6 separate regions of the Mus musculus genome follow, and regions 1, 2, 3, 4 and 6 are each linked to region 5. The links are chromatin contacts, called in public HiChIP or PLAC-seq and promoter capture Hi-C maps. All regions are on one chromosome and are shown on one strand. The core of a region is the stretch at or near the end of the contact, and the rest is flanking DNA. Distances in the headings are between cores, read along the strand shown.

What was found. Promoter capture Hi-C pulls out the DNA fragments that hold promoters and counts their contacts. HiChIP or PLAC-seq counts read pairs in DNA pulled down with a chosen protein or histone mark. Capture Hi-C pulls out chosen DNA fragments and counts their contacts.
Region 1: a contact with region 5 is called in an H3K27ac HiChIP or PLAC-seq map of differentiating embryonic stem cells, with 3 times the contacts expected there. The contact joins the enhancer-like site here to the promoter of Max in region 5. A contact is called at or near these places in 2 of 39 promoter capture datasets (the C10 cell line and liver) and 6 of 115 datasets of contacts at active chromatin or transcription factors (bone marrow-derived macrophages, differentiating embryonic stem cells, embryonic forebrain and 3 more).
Region 2: a contact with region 5 is called in a promoter capture Hi-C map of second pharyngeal arch cranial neural crest, with 4 times the contacts expected there. The contact joins the enhancer-like site here to the promoter of Max in region 5. A contact is called at or near these places in 5 of 39 promoter capture datasets (the 3T3-L1 cell line, hippocampal neurons, liver and 1 more), 8 of 115 datasets of contacts at active chromatin or transcription factors (the 230-238 cell line, differentiating embryonic stem cells, embryonic limb bud and 5 more) and 1 of 9 other capture datasets (pancreatic islet).
Region 3: a contact with region 5 is called in a promoter capture Hi-C map of embryonic stem cells, with 4 times the contacts expected there. The contact joins the enhancer-like site here to the promoter of Max in region 5. A contact is called at or near these places in 13 of 39 promoter capture datasets (the 3T3-L1 cell line, 3T3-L1-derived adipocytes, the C10 cell line and 8 more), 2 of 15 datasets of contacts at CTCF or cohesin (embryonic stem cells and pro-B cells), 1 of 484 Hi-C or Micro-C datasets (embryonic stem cells), 13 of 115 datasets of contacts at active chromatin or transcription factors (the 230-238 cell line, the NIH/3T3 cell line, astrocytes and 9 more) and 1 of 9 other capture datasets (adipose tissue).
Region 4: a contact with region 5 is called in an H3K4me3 HiChIP or PLAC-seq map of pro-B cells, with 4 times the contacts expected there. The contact joins the enhancer-like site here to the promoter of Max in region 5. A contact is called at or near these places in 4 of 39 promoter capture datasets (the C10 cell line, embryonic stem cells and pre-B cells), 4 of 115 datasets of contacts at active chromatin or transcription factors (bone marrow-derived macrophages, large pre-B cells, memory CD8 T cells and 1 more) and 2 of 9 other capture datasets (adipose tissue and liver).
Region 6: a promoter capture Hi-C map of liver shows a contact between it and region 5, with 2.6 times the contacts expected there. The contact joins the promoter of 4930426I24Rik here to the promoter of Max in region 5. A contact is called at or near these places in 1 of 39 promoter capture datasets (neutrophils), 3 of 484 Hi-C or Micro-C datasets (embryonic stem cells, erythroblasts and regulatory T cells), 2 of 115 datasets of contacts at active chromatin or transcription factors (embryonic stem cells and memory CD8 T cells) and 2 of 9 other capture datasets (adipose tissue and liver).

The regions. Positions count from the first base shown.
Region 1 is chr12:77,714,840-77,717,558 of GRCm38.p6, reverse strand. No RefSeq gene overlaps it. Among named protein-coding and RNA genes, the nearest start is that of Gm35440, 34 kb to the left of the region's middle. Within about 2 kb of position 1,263, at least 11 of the 459 cell types and tissues checked have an H3K27ac peak or open chromatin away from gene starts, as enhancers often do. A contact at or near this core is called in differentiating embryonic stem cells, where this site is marked.
Region 2 is chr12:77,851,325-77,854,105 of GRCm38.p6, reverse strand. No RefSeq gene overlaps it. Among named protein-coding and RNA genes, the nearest start is that of Gm24070, 38 kb to the right of the region's middle. Within about 2 kb of position 1,280, at least 38 of the 459 cell types and tissues checked have an H3K27ac peak or open chromatin away from gene starts, as enhancers often do. A contact at or near this core is called in neural tube and second pharyngeal arch cranial neural crest, where this site is marked.
Region 3 is chr12:77,779,995-77,782,726 of GRCm38.p6, reverse strand. It overlaps Gm35440 (a long non-coding RNA gene), which reads right to left. Exons shown (of 4, transcript XR_381711.3): 2 at 1-80. Among named protein-coding and RNA genes, the nearest start is that of Gm35440, 31 kb to the right of the region's middle. Within about 2 kb of position 1,251, at least 49 of the 459 cell types and tissues checked have an H3K27ac peak or open chromatin away from gene starts, as enhancers often do. A contact at or near this core is called in adipose tissue, astrocytes, embryonic stem cells and 2 more, where this site is marked.
Region 4 is chr12:77,535,675-77,538,783 of GRCm38.p6, reverse strand. No RefSeq gene overlaps it. Among named protein-coding and RNA genes, the nearest start is that of Gm35240, 16 kb to the left of the region's middle. Within about 2 kb of position 1,488, at least 57 of the 459 cell types and tissues checked have an H3K27ac peak or open chromatin away from gene starts, as enhancers often do. A contact at or near this core is called in memory CD8 T cells and pro-B cells, where this site is marked.
Region 5 is chr12:76,960,943-76,963,836 of GRCm38.p6, reverse strand. It overlaps Max (Max protein), which reads left to right and starts at 1,589. Exons shown (of 4, transcript NM_001146176.1): 1 at 1,589-1,847. The coding sequence starts at 1,812.
Region 6 is chr12:76,402,279-76,405,275 of GRCm38.p6, reverse strand. It overlaps 4930426I24Rik (RIKEN cDNA 4930426I24 gene), which reads left to right and starts at 1,282. Exons shown (of 4, transcript NR_166810.1): 1 at 1,282-2,119; 2 at 2,381-2,481. Hspa2 (heat shock protein 2) reads right to left here and starts at 1,100. Exons shown (of 2, transcript NM_001002012.1): 1 at 987-1,100; 2 at 1-747. The coding sequence starts at 742.

The DNA.
Region 1 (2,719 bases), core at 14-2,513, 750 kb before region 5:
CAGGGAGGCAAGATGGATGGTTGAAACAGGAACTCCCGAATAAGGAGGCAGAAGAACCCATGCTTCAACCCTCCGTCCTTTTCTCCCTTTCTTTCTTCATAACCAGTTACCCTGTGCTGACCACCCAACTGCCCCATCGCTGCTAACCCATAGAGGTATTTCTGTCTGTACTCTCAGGTGTTCTTACAGGTACCCAGGCCTCTTCCTGTAAATAGCCCAGTGAACCAACTATTGCTGGATTGGACTAGTGATTTCCTTGTCCCTGAAGGGGGTTCTGGAATATTCTAAGAACTGTTAAGTTTTCAAATTCTGGAAAGTTGAGTTCCTAAAACTAAACACCACCACCCCAAACCCAGACTTCCTGACTACTAGAAACTCCCCACTCTCAACCTATGAGAAGGTAAAATTAGCAGGTGAGGTGTGCTGGCCCCAACATGCCTCTGTAGATAGAAGGTTGATGAAGATCTGATCTTACCTTTCTTTACTTGAAGCAAGTAGTTAGATGGGCTAGTGGGACAATTCTTTAAGAGATTAAGTCACAAACTAGTACAAGCTTTGAAGCTAGATTTCCAGACTTGCTCCACTCTTTGTTAATTCACTAATTTACATCCCAGCCTCCATCCCCACTACCATAAAATGAGAACAGTTAGCACTGTATTCAAGATTGTAGTGAAGATTAAATGAGACGATGCTCCTGGTGTATTTACCTCTATAGCTAACATCTTGCCTAATTTTAAGAAGTTGACTGTAAGACATGCTTCAACCCACACATAACTTCACCCTCACCTTCAAAGCTATGTAATTTCTTTGCATTGCTCAGTTTTCCCCCATACAACCTGTAGAATCCTGAACTTGTCTTCATAGTGATCCAGCTTACCCTTTCACAAAACTAAAGGACATATTAAGAGTATGTTCTAAGAGGAACATACAGTGAACAAAATCCTAGCTCTACTAATTAGACATTGGGAAAGGTCAACATTTTTGAAGTTCAGTCTCTTCCATTTAAACTTAGATAACAGAATATATAAAGATCAAGGATAATATTCTCATCCCATAGAAGTTCTTTAGAAACTTCGGTTATTGCTACTTCTGAATACTCCAGGCTCCCCCAGCCTTGTTGGGAGTGATGCTAATGGCCAGCAACACAATTGAACAATTGTAAATAAGCTTGCTTCCCTAATCACTGAGCCTGCAAGTCCATGCAGCCAAGAGAGAGCCAGCAGACAGCTGTGTCTCTCAGCCCTGGCTGCACATTAGAATCACAGAGGGAGCTCTTCAACCTCCAGTGCCCTCTGCAGACCCCGGACCAATTAGGCCAGGCTCTGGAGGAGGGGCTCTGGGTCCAGCCTCAGAATTCGTAATGTTTCCCTGGTGATACCAATATGCCCTCCAGGTGGGGAAACTCTGGGCTGCTTCTCCAACATTAATGTGCATATTTAACACCTAGGAGACATATTAAAATGCAAAGCCTGATTGAGAAGGCCTGGGATGGGGCCAGACTCTGAATTTCTAATGAGCTTCTAGGTGATGTAAGGGCTAAAGAAGACTCACTCTGGTTATCAAGATAAAGCAACCCTGAGCCTGGTACTTGGGGGAATGAACAGAAAAATTATAGAATAAAGCCTTGAGCTCCAAAAGCAAAATGGCCCTGGGACCATTTTAAAAAAGAGTCGAGTAGCCCTCTAGGAACATCTAGGAATATCTCTACACCACAACAATGCCAGGGTTAATGGTCAAAGTTATGACCCCAAGTCTCTGAGAAAATTATACTTGCACAGCGTAGTCTTTCTCCGTCGGTTTGGTTTACAACAAGGAAGTACTGCAGATGGAGTGACTTATTAACACTAAGCATATTTATGGTGGTTCTGAACACTGAAGGCTGAGATAAGAGAGGGGTAGGCAGGCTCTGACAAGGAACTTCTAGTTCGCTGATGACTCGCAAGGGAACAGGATGACAATGTTTTCTAACCTTCCCTTCATAAGGGTACGCATGCCATGTCAGAAGTGACTTCTTCCATGACCTGATCATCTCCCACACAGCCCACCTCCTAAAACTCTCACCTTAAGAGTCAGAATGCCCTTGTACATTCACAGACATTTATCAAACATTAATATTGCAGTATTAAACATTTTGGGGACTCATGAGAAAGTTTATCTCTGATTGTAAGAGATAAGTTATAGGCATCTCTTTCTGTGAGAGGAAAAAAAAATCAACCCGTTTATGCCAATTACTGTGCTTCTTCATTCATCACTCAGACACAAGATTCTTCAAGTCCCCAAACCTGACAAGACAGCACGATTGTTTCCCCTATCCACCCTCCTCCCTTCTTCATAAAAGAGTCACACCTTTTACTTCATTGACACTGGGCCAGGCAGTGATGATTTGTTTTGGACCAATAGTTTGAGTGGGTACGGCATGCCACAGGCCCTTTCCAAGCAGAAGTCCCAGAGGGGAGGGCTGTCACATGACTTTTTTGTTGTTCTTTTCCTCGGACTCAAGTAGGAGTGGATTTCTCATCCTGGCTCTCCAAATGAAAGAGGCATAAGCAGTTTACATCTGACGGGTGATGCATCCTTGTGATTGCTAGCATCCCTTCTAGGCTCCACCTTACAGTTACCTGGCAACAGCCAGGTATGCCTGACTCACTATGAAGGGGGCTGTTTGCCCCCTCCTCTCTCTCTTACCCTCTTACCCTTCTTTCCCTTCTCTCTCCATTCC
Region 2 (2,781 bases), core at 31-2,530, 890 kb before region 5:
AGATGGCTTTGTTGTTGTTTTCTTCTGTTTATACTATAAATACAATGGGCAGATTTTGTTTACCTATATTGTTATCTTTCCCACTGCTGGTTTTCATAAGGCAGATTCTAAGAAGTGGAGTTTCTGAGTCAAAGAACTATGTTTGTAGGTTCTTTTAGGGAGGCTATAAAATAGCCAAGCTTCTAGGTGCAGGGCTTGCCTCTTGGACAGAGAGGATTGCAAACAGCATAGAGATGCCTCACTGGGAGGATGGATTGGGGTTCCCATCCACCTTTCATTTCCCTGGCTCGCATTTCTTCCTGCAAGTGAAATCTCCCAGAAAGAGATGGGAATTCTTTCTCCTTTGCCGCAATGCTTGACCAGGCTGTGCAGGCACCTAGGTTGGAGAGTTGGAGCAACACAGCCAAATGGGATTCATCTTTCCGTTTTGCCTGCCTATGTAAGTGTCTTCTTGTAGTTTGTACATGGGTACTATAGACACTAGCTGGCTTAATTTTAAACACTGACAGGCTAATAAGCAAATATTGGTCTCTTGTTCAGATTAACTCTGGGTGTCTTTCTCAGAGACTTGGATTGCTCAAAGCTTCCCTGACAACAGCCCCCACCATTGTTCTGCATCTTTTTTATCAAAATGCCTTCCAGTAGTTTCTCTATTCTGCAAAGGTTGCTCTCTCAGTCGGAGCTGTCACTACAGCCAGATATTAGCCACACGTCTTAGCAGCACCACTCTGACTCCACCACCCACTTGGGCAGAGTCAATTATGCTGTAAAGCTAGTACACCTTTTGCTTCTGGCCCTTTCTAATACCCAAGATCTAACTTTGATAGTAATAATTTTTTTTAAGGACGGTCACTCAAATTATATAACCCTTAGACTTCTTTGTAAAACACTGAATTGTCCTTTTGGAGGAACCGCCCCTCTCAATGCCCCTCCACCCCCAGTCCTGTATTCTACTGAGTTTCTGGTAGAACAGAGGCTTTTGGAAGTTACCAATATGAGAAATAGAGTTTAAAAAATATTTTCTTCATGCCAGTCAGGCGTCTTAGTACCTACTTTTTACATTCTTCATTTTTTTTTAACCTCAAAAATAATCTGTGTCTACCAAAGTTATAAATAGAAGTATGTATATAATTTTAAAGCATGTGTTTATAACTTGGGGCTCCTTTGTTCCCCGACTGCCAGCTTGATTCTAGCAATCCGGAGTCTCACATTCCTATTCATCTACATCATCCTCTTGCCAGGATCCTCAGTCCCTCCCTGGTTAACAAAGCCGTCAATACCTTCTGATTACATTCCTGCTGACTTTCAGTCTCTTGGCAACCACAGATACCCCCGGGGTTACTTAAATACATGCACATTGCTGAACTGATTTTTTTCTGAGACATCTGTTCACATTTCAGTGGTGCTAAAGGCTCTAACTCTGCTTTGTAACTATAACCAGGGAGAGATGTTGATTCTAAAGGTGTTTTAATCAAACTGTCTAGTGTTATATCCTGTCTTTACCTCTCTCCAGTTTGAATAAATTCCTTGGACTTTCCAATGGTCCTATTTGCAAAATAAGGCTAATATCAATGCTTAGCTCACTGAGTTTCCTTAAAATGTAATGACAAAACATATAACATATTTAGAGCTGGACTTTTCACTTATATAGTTATTCTTAGTAATTATACAATAGTTTTGAAGGAGAAAATAGACCTCGAACTTAGGATAAGGTCTGTTTTATTGTTTCCACATTTCTGATACTAAGTACAGCGCCTGGCATTAGATGCTCAATGGCTATTGGTGCTTAACTGAGTGAAAAAATGAAGTGCATATCTCTAGAACTTCTTGCCTCTGAGTTCAAGGGCCCCAAAGAAATTGAGGTTTGGCTCAAGAGATGGAAGCAGCAGATGGCGGATGCAGTGTTTTATGATTTAATCAGGGATTATCATGAAAATGTTCAAGTAGAGAAAATCAATAACTAAGGGTTTGCTTCAGGGAATTTAGCTGTTTCCAGCAGACCCAGAAAACAACTACTGATCTGTCCATGGTGTCACGTCAACTGGCCCAATCATGTACTGAAGCCAGCTAGTAGGGGAAGGCAGGAAGAAGTAGGGGAAGAGGGAGTAATTGTCCAGGGTGATGCTATTGAGAGGTATTAGCAGTGGAGGACCTGTCTGGAACAGGGTTTCTAAACCTTGAACCCACAGACCCTGGTCTATAGATTCTAGTGGCTGGAGATAGGAGCCCCCTTAAAAATACATTAAAAATAGGGAGGGTTATCTAATTGTATATTTGTATTTATATCATTCTGACGATCTTGGTATTTTACAATTCTCAAAATGTTCCAAGATCCTCAAAGGATTGAGATGAGATAGAGGAAGATGGTGGAGGAGTCAGAGTGACAGCTATGATGGATATGGAAAGGGAAGCAATGGCAATGTGAGCATCCTGTGTTCTGCCTCTGAGACCGGAGGAACACACACTCAGCCATCTCTCCAGTGTTACACTTTGGATGCTCAGCAAGCATTAGCAAATCCTTTCTTCTCATATTGTCAACTTGCTGTTCCCCTTTTTCAGGGGCTCTTTCCAGGGCAGGAGGTGAGCTCTAAGGAGACACACACACACACACACACACACACACACACACACACACACACATCACAGGACAGGCACCTGGACAGTGTGGAAACCACACACCCTTTTCCTTTTCTTTAGTGGTTTCACACAGGAGAGCTGGAAGGAAGAGTTCCTGAGTAAAGACGTGGAATTTGAGGAAGAGGTTATCAAGATGAGTAGCTC
Region 3 (2,732 bases), core at 2-2,501, 820 kb before region 5:
TTACATATGTCATGATAGCATGTGTCACTCCGTGGCTTCATCGTCTTTGCTCAGTCAGTAGTAGTTTCTGAGTTCTTTACCTGTCAGTACACATAATACATTATTTTAAAGTCTACCTTAAGTGTCTGGGAGCGGGCTGGTGAGATGGCTCAGTGGGTAAGAGCACCCGACTGCTCTTACCGAAGAGTCCAGAGTTCAAATCCCAGCAACCACATGGTGGCTCACAGCCATCTGTAACGAGATCTGACTCCCTCTTCTGGAGTGTCTGAAGGCAGCTACAGTGTACTTACATATAATCAATAAATAAATCTTAAAAAAAAAAAGTGTCTGGGAGCATAGCTCAGTGGCACGGTGGTGGTGTGGCTTGCATAGAGCCCCTGGTGGTGTGGCTTGCATAGAGCCCCTGGTTTCACGCCCTGCACTGCACTAAGCAAACAAAGACGTTGCTCTGTATCTGTGTTTTTGGATGAGCCGATGTACTTAGCCAGCTCCGTTTAGGCGGCCATGTAAGTCACTTCACATTTTAGTAGCTGCTGTCAAGTCACTCTACAAAGCTTGTATCCCTGACAGCAGAATATGGAAATAAGCTGGCTTAGCTTTTGTAGATGTTTTCTAGGGTTTGGGAGTCCATTTTCCTGCTTGACCATGAAACTGAGTACGTTTGCTGTGTATTTATGGGCTATTTGTACTTCTTTGTCTGTGAACTGGCATTTTGTATCTTTGCAATATTTTCCTATTAGATTTTTTCATTTCTTTTTATTAAAGAGATTCTTTATATATTCTAGATACTGATCCTATATTGAAAGCATTTTGCCCCTTTGTCTCTTAAGTTTTTATGTTTTTTTTTTCAGCCATAAAGATGTTCTTGGTGTTAACATAGTCCAATTTATTAGTCTTATATACCCTAGGGATTTTTGCACATTGTTTAGAAATCTCTATTATGACAAATCGGGGGGGGGTGTCTTCCTCAATTCTATGGTTTCTTTGTGCATCTTGGTTATTAAGGACTGAGGTGTTCTAGGCAAAAAAAAAAAAAAAAGGTCGCACACACATTTCAGGTGTCTCAACAACCCAGCTGTGACTGCCACCTTGACAGGTCAGAACTGGCCCGGCCCTCCAGGCACGCGCGATCCCAGAAGTGTCCAGCAGAGGGCGCTGTCTGAGCAGGTCTGCCAGTCTCCACTAGGGCCCCGGAAGGATTCTGTCTCACCAAAGAGAACATTTTAACTGCTCAGAAATTAGTAAATTCCAGTGAGAGAGGCTGTAGCTGAGCCAGGAAAAAGACCAGGAGCAAAGTCTGTTTCTCTGTGTACTCCACAGTGGGAAGTGAATCGGGCCAAGGGGAAAGTGTCCTGGCGGCCTCTGTGTTTTCATGGCAGCCGAGAGCGCGCAGATCAAAGCGCTCCAGCATCACAGAAGGTTTTCTCCAAGGGAAGCTTCCATGTCTGTTTAAGTCTGGTCCACACTCCTGAGATGAAAGCTCCAGTTTTACAGAGGAAATGCTATTTACTGGACAAACAACAGGCGGGATGGAGACATGTAATCCCCAAATTTAGTCTGATTTCATCAATAATTCAAAATCCTGGCTCCTTTTGCATGAGGGGTGGGGCAAAAAGAGGCCAGTGGCCAGAGGCACAGCTGACTTCAGAAGGGAAGTCCAGGAATTACCAAACAATTCGCTTCAGTACAGCTCCCTTCCAGCCTCGCCAGCGCCGCCGTGTACTGAGCTAACAGGGCTGGTTTCGTTGGCTTGTTTAGTATTGTTGATGTGGGTTCAACTGCATCATGGAACCAGAGGAGCATTGACAATGAAGCCCATAGATCAGCATAAATATATTGATCCAAATGAATGTACGATTCTGAACAAGCCTCTGTGTTCACGGGTGGGTTTTTCCTGCTTGCCACTCAGAAACTTTGAGCCTTCCTCTGCACCTAGCTGTGTGGCTGGCTCAGGAAGGCTTGGTGAGAGAGTGTGGCTCCTTTGTCTTTCAGAATCAGGGAAGCACTGGGCCACCTGAATACACAGCCCTTTTCCCCACAGATGCCTGGGAGTGTTAGAGATTTTCAGATGGGCGAGGGTTTCCATAACCCCTTTTGCCTTCCATTAACACTGCTTAGAAACAGCCCCTGCATTAATTATCTTCAGCCATTTCTTTTGAGCATACTCTTTGATCTCTGCCCCAACCTTGACTAACACAGAAACCTAGATCCATCTTAATTCCTCGTGCTTAAAACAGGTCAAATGTAGTCAATGTTTACTGTAGGTTTGGACTTCATCGTCGACACAAATAATTTGTTAAGTCCAATAGTGGCTGCTGTCTCCATGCCTTTTCCAGACACAGATCAAGACAATGTAAATATGCCTTTAAAAACCCTGCTGGGGAGGGACAGGGTATATAGCTGGGCTGGGAGAGCTTGTGTCCAGTATGTTTGATCCCTGGCATTGCTCTCGTCCCCCATCCCCACGTCCCCAATGCCATCTAGATACATCTTCTGCCATTCTCTACCATTGGTTTATCAGAGCCCCTTCCCCCAGGCTCACAGAAATGTCTCATTTGCTGTAAATAGTCTCCAATTCAGTCATAAACTTTGAAAGCAAGAACCTGGAAGCTGAAAGGATCAGAGGACCCAATTTGGAGGCCCATGATGGTCTGACTGATTCATTAAGGGAAGGCTGTAGGTAGTTGCCAGAGACGTAAATTGCATTTATATGCTGCCCTCCCCTTCAGGGA
Region 4 (3,109 bases), core at 239-2,738, 580 kb before region 5:
TCTGACCGGGTTAAGTTTGCTTTCTTAGCCCCTTGCAGTGAGATTAAACTTCAATACAGGTTTTCCCAGAGAGTCAAATCATACATTTGATCCCCCAACATCTCTTTCCCACATCACAGGCTACTTGTTGCCATTGTTCTAACACCCAACCACAGAGTACCCCTAAGATCTTATGTGCTTCTATTAGACACTCGTCTAACCCATCCCTGGTGGGTACTTCCTGTTCATGGGCCCTGCCTAGTTGGCATGAATGTAAGGGACCATGTCTTACCTCTCTTTTGTACCATCCACAAACAGAGGGTTTTAAATTTTTGATCTGACTTAAAGCACCATTGCTTTTCTTCCCTGTAACATCTAACCCTGAGGTAAAATATTCATCTTCAAGTTGAATGAGCGTTCGTCACTGGATAGAGGGACATGATGGCAATGTCCTTTGGGATTTACTTGGCCACAGAGTCTTCCTTTTCAAGCAGGTGGCCATGACACGGATCCCTAGAGAAGGCATTCTGACCAGCCACAGGTTTTGGGTTGCTTTGCTCCTTTCTGCTAAGTACCAGCCAGTGGAAAACAGTGAAGTATTAAGCATTTTATAAAAATACTTAGGTTACCATGGAGAATAATAAAAGCATAATACTAATACCAAGTATTTGGGGGTCATAATATTTTCATCTTTCAATAGCTTGTTGATTGTGGGGCTGGAAATGGCCTAGAGATTGGATGTATTCTCATTTACAGGTGAGCCAAGAAATGATTCTCAGATACATAATATCCTGGGTGGCCCTCTTAGCTTGCAAGTGTGGGCCAACCCATTTCACAGGCAAGGAAACTAAGGCACAGCATTGGCTTTACCCAGGCAAGTGATTCCTTTGACACAGAGCAGAGCTGAATCTAGACTTCTAACTTTCCAATTTCTGGTCTGGTTTGCTTTCCACTTAGTCACTGCCCCTTTCCTTTGGCCAAGTAACAATGGGAAGGGCGTCCTAAGAGGAACCAACTAAGCACTATGACATTGCATCTGACCTTGGCCCATGCCAGCTTCTAAAAGGGTTATCTCTTTTCTTAGTGCTTACAGGCTCTGCTTCACTCCCAGCTCCCCCCCCCCACTTCCCAGAGTGCCTTGAGGCATATCGTGTGACAACCCTGAATACCTAATCATCTTTTAGAGACAGTTCTGAGCTGAGGGCTGAATAGCTCCCTGTCATTTTAATTAATGAAAAGAACATTGTCTGAAGCTCCCTACAGCAGCAATTCCCGTTTGTTGGAAGATGTTTTAGCTCTAAGTGGTATGAATCAAGATGCGGCCCTATTTGTCTGAAACTCATCAGGACTGTAGACCAAGTACGGCCTCCAGGGAGAGGCACCCCCTACAGAAAGACAGGAAGTACCTTCACAGATAGAAAGTACTTGGTGTCCTTGAGCATAAACAAGGAACTAGAGAGGGGACAAAGTTGGCCAGACATGACAGTCAACTCCTTAGCCGCTTTGCAGGCTAAGTCTGTTGACAGCTGCAGTTGTTGATTGTGGTTCATCACTTCCTATGAAGAACGGAGGACTCTGTGGTCCAGGCAGCCCAAGAACCTCAGACCTGCCTAGGAACTCTAGGCAAAGGGACCTTGCTGTCATTTGTTCCTGCTCGCCTGGCACCCACTGCCCTTTGCTGCTCCTCCCTCATCACTGGGATTGAATTGTTCCTTTATGGATGGATGGGGAGAACCCAGAAGGCTCAAGAAATTTGCAAGACTCAGCTCACAGAACACAAAACAGGGTTCACAAAGGCCCTTTCTTTGATGTTGAATAAGAGGTAACTGTTTGGGGAAGAGAGCCTTCTCAGTGGTGTGACTGCCTCTAAGTTGTGCCGAGAATTCCAAGGACGGAGTTTTCGTAATAATCACCCATGCTCCTATACGTAACTCCTTGTCTCATATTCTTATAAGTAACCCCAATTAACCTATTGGTTCACCAAGCTGGACTTGGATAGTGCAGCTTCTCTGGCAAGTTGTTGTTTGCTAGGGCAAATTTAAGTAAGTCCCCCCCCCCCCCCAGGAAAAATCACTGCTGAGTCCCATGGCCAGGACTCAGCTCTAAGGGCTTAACAACCAAAGAGCACCTCTAGAGTCCTATGAGACTCAATAAACTACCATTCCTTTTCTGGTATACCATTTGAGATTGAACAATATTTAATTGTCTTTGGCCATACTCCCTCCTCCTCTTGCCCTTATCACACTGCACTACTACTGTGTGTTTATGGCTCTGTCTTTCTTTTCACACTGGGCTTTAAGACTGGGGTGCCTTTCAGCCATTTTCCTATCAGCAGTTTCTAGCACAGTGCCTGGCATATGGTTAGTGCCCAGTAGGTGTGGGATGGCCAAGTGAGTTACAGGACACATATACAAACCATAAATAGCCATGTACATACCAAGTGCACAGGCGATTGTGCAGACTTGTGGTGGCTTTGCCCACTTCATGGCACCCAGAGGCTTTCCGGTAGCTATTGGTGAGGACAGAAGAACTCTATCTCTTAGATATTTCTGGTTGTACACAGGCAAATAATGCAAGAGTAATCAATCAGCCTGGCAGACATCGACAACAACCCGCAAGGTCAGGCTAGGAACGCAGGCAAGAGAGTTTCCCCTCCAGAAATGGGATGGTCCTCTGATCCCATCCTGAATCAGGGATGGGCTGGAAGCAAGGAGTTAGAGAAGATGGGGGCTGCACATCATTTGTGCTGTCACGTCTAGAAAATCAAAATGCCTGCTGCTCACCTGAAGTGACCGAAGACCTGCAGGCTGCCTGCAGCTGGTGCTTCAAAACAGTATTCTCTGCTGTACTAAACAGCCACACCATAAAACAGGGTCAGGACAATCCATTTCTCCCCTTGTAAAATGCACGACTCAATCAATAAACATGCTTCCTCCACGGCTTGGGAGCCCCAGGACAAACTCACCTCAAATGCAAGGATCTTAGCATTGGAGGCGACTCAACCATTCTCTGGAGAGGAACAAGCTCCAGTGGGTAGCGCTTTCCCTCTCCTTCCTAATTTGAGGAGAACTAACACATCTTGCTAGTTTTCTAAGTTAGAATTCAGGGGAAAGAAGCTAAAGTAAGACTC
Region 5 (2,894 bases), core at 340-2,839:
GATGCACTCTGCACATTGCACATTGCAGGTAGATATATAAGGAGGGTTTGCGGTGATCATCCATTGTCTCTACTTCTGGTATCCAGTTAACTCTTACTATCTTATCCAGGCAGTGGTGGCAAATGCCTTTAATCCCAGCACTTGGGAGGCAGAGATGAGGCCAGCCTGGTCTACAGAGTGAGTTCCAGGACAGCCAGGGCTACACAGAGAAACCCTGTCTCGAAAAACCAACCAACCAACCAAACAAACAAACAAAAAACCCTCTTACCATCTTTGTCTCCCTTACAGCCCTTGACTTCTATTACGAGTCAGTGTCTGCTTATGACTGTGTTCTCATCACTAGGCTTGGCCACACGGACATTTAAGGCCAGCCTGGGCTAGGTGTCAGAAAGATTGTATTACACCACCAAGTTTCTGCACTCAATAGTCAGGGGTTAAATGATTTTTTACTCAAAAAACATTAACTCATAAATCAAACTCAAGACCGCACTCATTTTGAAGATCAATTGTAAAGTGGTAGTCTGGTTAATTTCTCAGATGACCTTATTATTACTGTTTGTTTGTTTGTTTGTTTGTTTGTTGTTTCATTGAGGACCTGGTGCACACTGAAAATGGTGACAGGGTAGTCCGGTTTTTGCTTTCAAAGCTGTGAAGTCTTTGAGGGGACACATCATGCCATTCCTGGGCTGCCACATATTAGATACTTAGCTAAATGCGGGTGGGGACAATGTAGTTACACTTCATACCTCGTTGCATTATGTATGACCTTAACTGGACAGGGAGCTGCACAACTTTCCCGTTTTGATTCTTTTTGCAGTTAATTAAAGTTCTCTATAAACTGGGGCACTCCCTAATCTGCTCCGGCTACAACAAACAGAAGGTAGGTTTTACTTGCACCTACGAGAGGTTTTGTAAACACTCAAGCCCAGCAAGGACAGTTCTCTCGGACAAATGAAAGCAAGATTCTTGAGATGAAGGACACCCGGCGAAATCGGTCCTTTAGTTTGTCCCGTAATGTCTCTTAACACCTTAAACCCAGATAACAGAGGGCCCGCGTGGGCATCTCGACCGCGCCCCCTGGTCAGCCACAGCGTGATTCCTTCCCGGGAGGGTTACGCCCCAGGGCGCAAGTGGAGCGACTCAAGCATTAAACGAGACAATGTAAAAGCAGTCTAGCCAAGAAGAGACAGTGTTATTTTGGCAGCCAGTTTCTCTCCCCCCGCCCCCAAACCCCCGAGCCTCCACCCAATCCCTTGGGCCGGGCGCCCAGAGCTCGGAATTGTGGCCGGCTCCAGGAGCCCAGCTCCCTCCACGTGTCCTGTCTTCCCAGCAGCCTCTCCGCCGCCTGGGGAGGAAAATCTCCTGACAACTCGCGGTCTGTGGACTACATCTCCCGGGAGGCACCGCGCCACTTCTCGCTGCCAACACCCGGGGCGCAGGCGCCCTGAGCTCTGTCAACAAGCGAGTCTGGCGAAGCCTGTGTGCGGTTCCTGATGGGATTTGTAGTTTCTCTGGCTCTCTCTCACTCGCCCATCCGACGCTCGAGGACTACAAGTCTCAGCTACCCCGGCGCGGTGAGCCCGGTCACGTGTTAGGGGGCCGATCGGGCGTGCGTGCCGCCGTTGATCCGGTGCTGCAGTGAGGTGGTTGTCGCCCGTGTTGTGTGTGCGTGAGTGTGTGTGAGTGAGTGAGCGAGTGAGTGAGTGTGTGCGTGGGGGCACTCGGCTTGTTGTTGTCGGTGACTTCCCCCTTCCCTCCACCCCTCCCCTCCCCGGCCGCCGCTGCAGTGGCCGCTCCCTGGGCCGTAGGAAATGAGCGATAACGATGACATCGAGGTGGAGAGCGACGTGAGTCCTGGGGCTTCTTCCTTTCCGTTCGGGTTGTCAGGCGGGGACAGCGGCAAGGGTTCTCAGCCGGGCGACGGCGGGAGGGGGTCGGGTCGCCGCCGCCTCCGTCCTTTTCTCCCCCTCCCCCCGGGGCCGGGACCGCCTGCGTCGCGCTCCAGGCTCGCTCCCCTCCAGTCCTGTCCGGAGAGGCCTCCTGGGACTGAAGGTGGGAGCAGACACGCGGCCTCTGGGACCCCCACATTCTCCCGTGGAGGAGGGTGTCGAGGCCTCCCTCTCCGCTCTGCCCGGCTGGGGATCCCATTATCCTTCCGGATCCTGGGCAAGGAGACCAGCGCTCAGCTCTTGCTCTTTGGGTCCATGAGCTCCCTCCTCCTGTGACCGGTTGATCCTTGGGGTGAAGGGGCTGGGAGTGCTCTGACGCCCTAGAGGGATCGAGGGAGAGCAGGCAGTGTTCCGGATCCCTCTTGTCCGGTTCGGATCCCAGAAGGAGGGGCAGTGCCTGAAACCCCCCCCCCCCCCCCCCCCAACTAGGCTACGGGATCTCGCTGGAGAGAGTGGAAGGGGAAAGAGGGAGGGAGGGGTGTCAGACTGACTCCCCACCCGCTGCTTCCTCCGCCGCCGGCATTTTCTTTCTTATTATTGAATTCGAAGTGTGAAAATAACTTCTGTATTTTCTATTTTTCTCTCTCTCTTATTCCAGGAAGAGCAACCGAGGTTTCAATCTGCGGTACGTCTCCTACTCTCCATTTCATTTTCATTTCCGTTCAGTTTTGGTTCTTTTTGGAGTCAGAAAAAGAGATCGTTCTATTACTTTTAATACTCTTGTAAACTCCTCTTAACCGCTAAGGTGAGGTTGAGTCTGTTGGGGTTGGAGGAGGGGGGCGTTGCAAATCCACATGATTCTTGATATTCAGGTGGTAGATTCTAGTGAGTAGGTAGGTAGGTAGGCAGGCAAGTGAGGAGGCCTGTGCTGTGAACTGAGTTGTTCTGTAGTGTTCAGTGCGGCGGAGATATGTGAGAAATGGAAGGGCATTCTGAAGTGAATGG
Region 6 (2,997 bases), core at 33-2,532, 560 kb after region 5:
ACTCCTCCGCCAGGTGGCTGACCATACGGTTGTCGAAGTCTTCGCCACCCAGGTGGGTATCGCCGGCCGTGGACTTCACCTCAAAGATGCCATCCTCGATGGTCAGGATGGACACATCGAAGGTGCCCCCGCCCAGGTCAAAGATGAGCACGTTCTTCTCGCCGCCCGCACAGCCCTTCTTATCCAGGCCGTAGGCGATGGCCGCTGCTGTGGGCTCATTGATGATGCGCAACACGTTGAGGCCGGTGATGGTGCCCGCATCCTTGGTGGCCTGGCGCTGCGAGTCGTTGAAATAGGCAGGAACAGTGATGACTGCGCTCTGCACCTTGCCCCCCAGGTAGGCTTCGGCGATCTCCTTCATCTTAGTGAGGACCATGGAAGAAATCTCCTCAGGGAAGAAGGTCTTCATCTCCCCTTTATATTCCACCTGCACTTTGGGCTTCCCACCTTCGCTCACCACTCGGAACGGCCAGTGCTTCATATCGGACTGCACTGTGGCGTCCTCGAACTTCCGTCCGATCAGCCGCTTGGCGTCGAAGATGGTGTTTGTGGGGTTCATGGCCACTTGGTTCTTGGCGGCGTCGCCGATGAGACGCTCGGTGTCAGTGAAGGCCACGTAGCTGGGGGTGGTGCGGTTACCCTGGTCGTTGGCGATGATCTCCACCTTGCCATGTTGGAATACCCCCACGCACGAGTAAGTGGTGCCCAGGTCGATGCCGATAGCCGGGCCGCGGGCAGACATCCTGACTGAAAAAACAGGCAAAGCAACGTTAGGACGAAAGCGTCAGGAGAGGCAAGCGCAAGCCGGGACCTGAGCCAACGGTCGCTTCTCACAACTCTCCACGAGCGCGACTAGCGTCTCCCGGAGACCTCTACGGGGCTTCTGGTTCTTATAGTCCCCTCCTCCCTGCCTGCTGGAAACTCTCAGAGCCAATCGGTCCCCGGGCCCGCCCGCTCCAACCCGTCCGGCGCTCCCACAGGCTTGCCTGGTCGGAGTGACCAGCCGGTGGTCCAACTGATATCTAGTTGGGTGAGGCGCTTGACGCCAGCCTTGGGCAGGGAGACCAAGGGGCGGCCGTTATGCAAATGAAGCCCCGCCCAGTGCCTCCAGCCGCTTTGGGGGCGTTAAGCTCGCGCCAGGGGAGCCAGTGTGAAAGCCCCCTTTCCCGTTCTCTTTGCCTTTTCTAAAGCGTGATTCGCTAACATCTTTCAGATTGGCGGGGCAGATGCCCAATGAGCAGCGCAGAATCCGAAGCGTGTGGCAGGGAGGCGCGGGGCGGGGCGCGCGGAGGCAGCACGGAAGGGGCGCTGGCCTCCGAAAGGGTTTCTGTACCGTTCGGTGTCGGGTGCCGCCACTGACTCGGCTCCCGGGGCCCGAATTCCTTCTAGGGCGGTTGCATCGAATACAGAACGGCTGGGATCGGTTCTCGCCTTCCCTGCCCCTGCTGTTCCTGTAGCGGGGACTGGGGCTGGGTGAGGGGCGGTTCCAGGGCGGGGACTGCGAAGTTGGGCGGGTACGAGTCAGTACCCCTCCCCCTTCCCAGCGCGTCTCAGAAAGTGCGCGACCGGGGAAGGATGCGGGGTGCTTACCCGGGAGGCGGGTGGCTTCCCGCGCAGCGCGAGCGGCTACGGCTCGCGAGCCGCCTCCGCCCAACTTTCTCCCTCGGCTTTCCTAGTTTATTTTCTTTCAGGCGCCCTAATGGGCGGTTTTGACTTCTTGGTGGCACTGCGTAATAAGCCAGTGTCACCCCTCTGACTCCCGTCCCCGCACGCGTGATCTTGTTAAGGAATTAGTCCTTTTGCGCGGAGTTCGGTTGAATGAGAAGAATAGGTTGGCAGCACAGACTTGTGAGAGGAAGTAGATGAAAAAGAGTCTTTGGCACTTGTTTAGCCGGAATCTGAGAATAATTTTGGAAAGTATTCTCTGGAACAAGGGGGTGGGCAGAAGCTGGCTCCTGTAAAAGGACTCCCTACAGGAAAACGGAGACCTGTAATGTAGAACGACCGCCTCGCCTTACGGATGGGAAGCTGAGGACAGTCGTCGCTGTAAAACTTTGACAGGTGCCCAATATGAGATGAAAAGAACAAGGGAAACGGGCCTAAGTCGTGTGATAAGGGGGTAAGCCAGTCCGGTGACAACAGAGGGCAGGGAGGGGCACACAGAGCCTGAGGGGAAAACATCAAAGCATCCCTGAGGAGGTGACATGCCTAACTCCTGCAAAGGAGAGTAAGAAAAGCATTCTTTATCGAGGTTGAGGTGGTGGAATGTGGGCGACGAGGAGGGCAGAAGAGTTCAGAATTGAAGATTAGAATCTGGATATGTTAAGCAACTTTTTGTGCTTTGGGGTGTTTGTTAGTTTGTTTGTTTTTGTCTTCGAAGCTCCAGGAAAGAAGCACCCCTCTGAAACTGGCCAGTAAGTCGTGTGAGACAGTGATGGAGAAGACAGTATGAGAAACATGAAAGTTTTCGTTGTCTAAAAGGTAATGTTGACAGAATTCAATAAAAAACTTTAAAAGAGCTTTTGATTAAAAAAAAAATTATCTGTGTGTGTGTATGCAATGTGGTGCAGAGGCCAGAATTAGAGACCCTAGAGCTAGAGTGACATTTGGTCCTGAGCCACCTGACACAGATGCTGGGAACTGAACCCAGGTCCTTTGGTGAAGCAGTAAGTGTGCTTACCCTCGGAGCCATCTCTCCAGCTCAGAGTTCTACAAAACTTAATCGGGAAAGTTTTAAAGATTCTTTCTATTCCTATATGTAATTTACAGTTTCAAAACCACGTTTGCCATTGGCAACTGCAGTTCTCTATTTTCCATGAAAGAAACTGAAGAAAAACTTGAAATAGGAAAGGATTAAAGAAAATATCAGACCATATGTGATAGTCTGTGCTTATATACCCAGCTCTGGGGAAATTCAGCGAAGAGGAAGAGAGGGGATGGAGCTGAAGGGATGGCTCAGCTAGGAAGGGGACTAACTACTCTTGCAGGGTCCTGGGT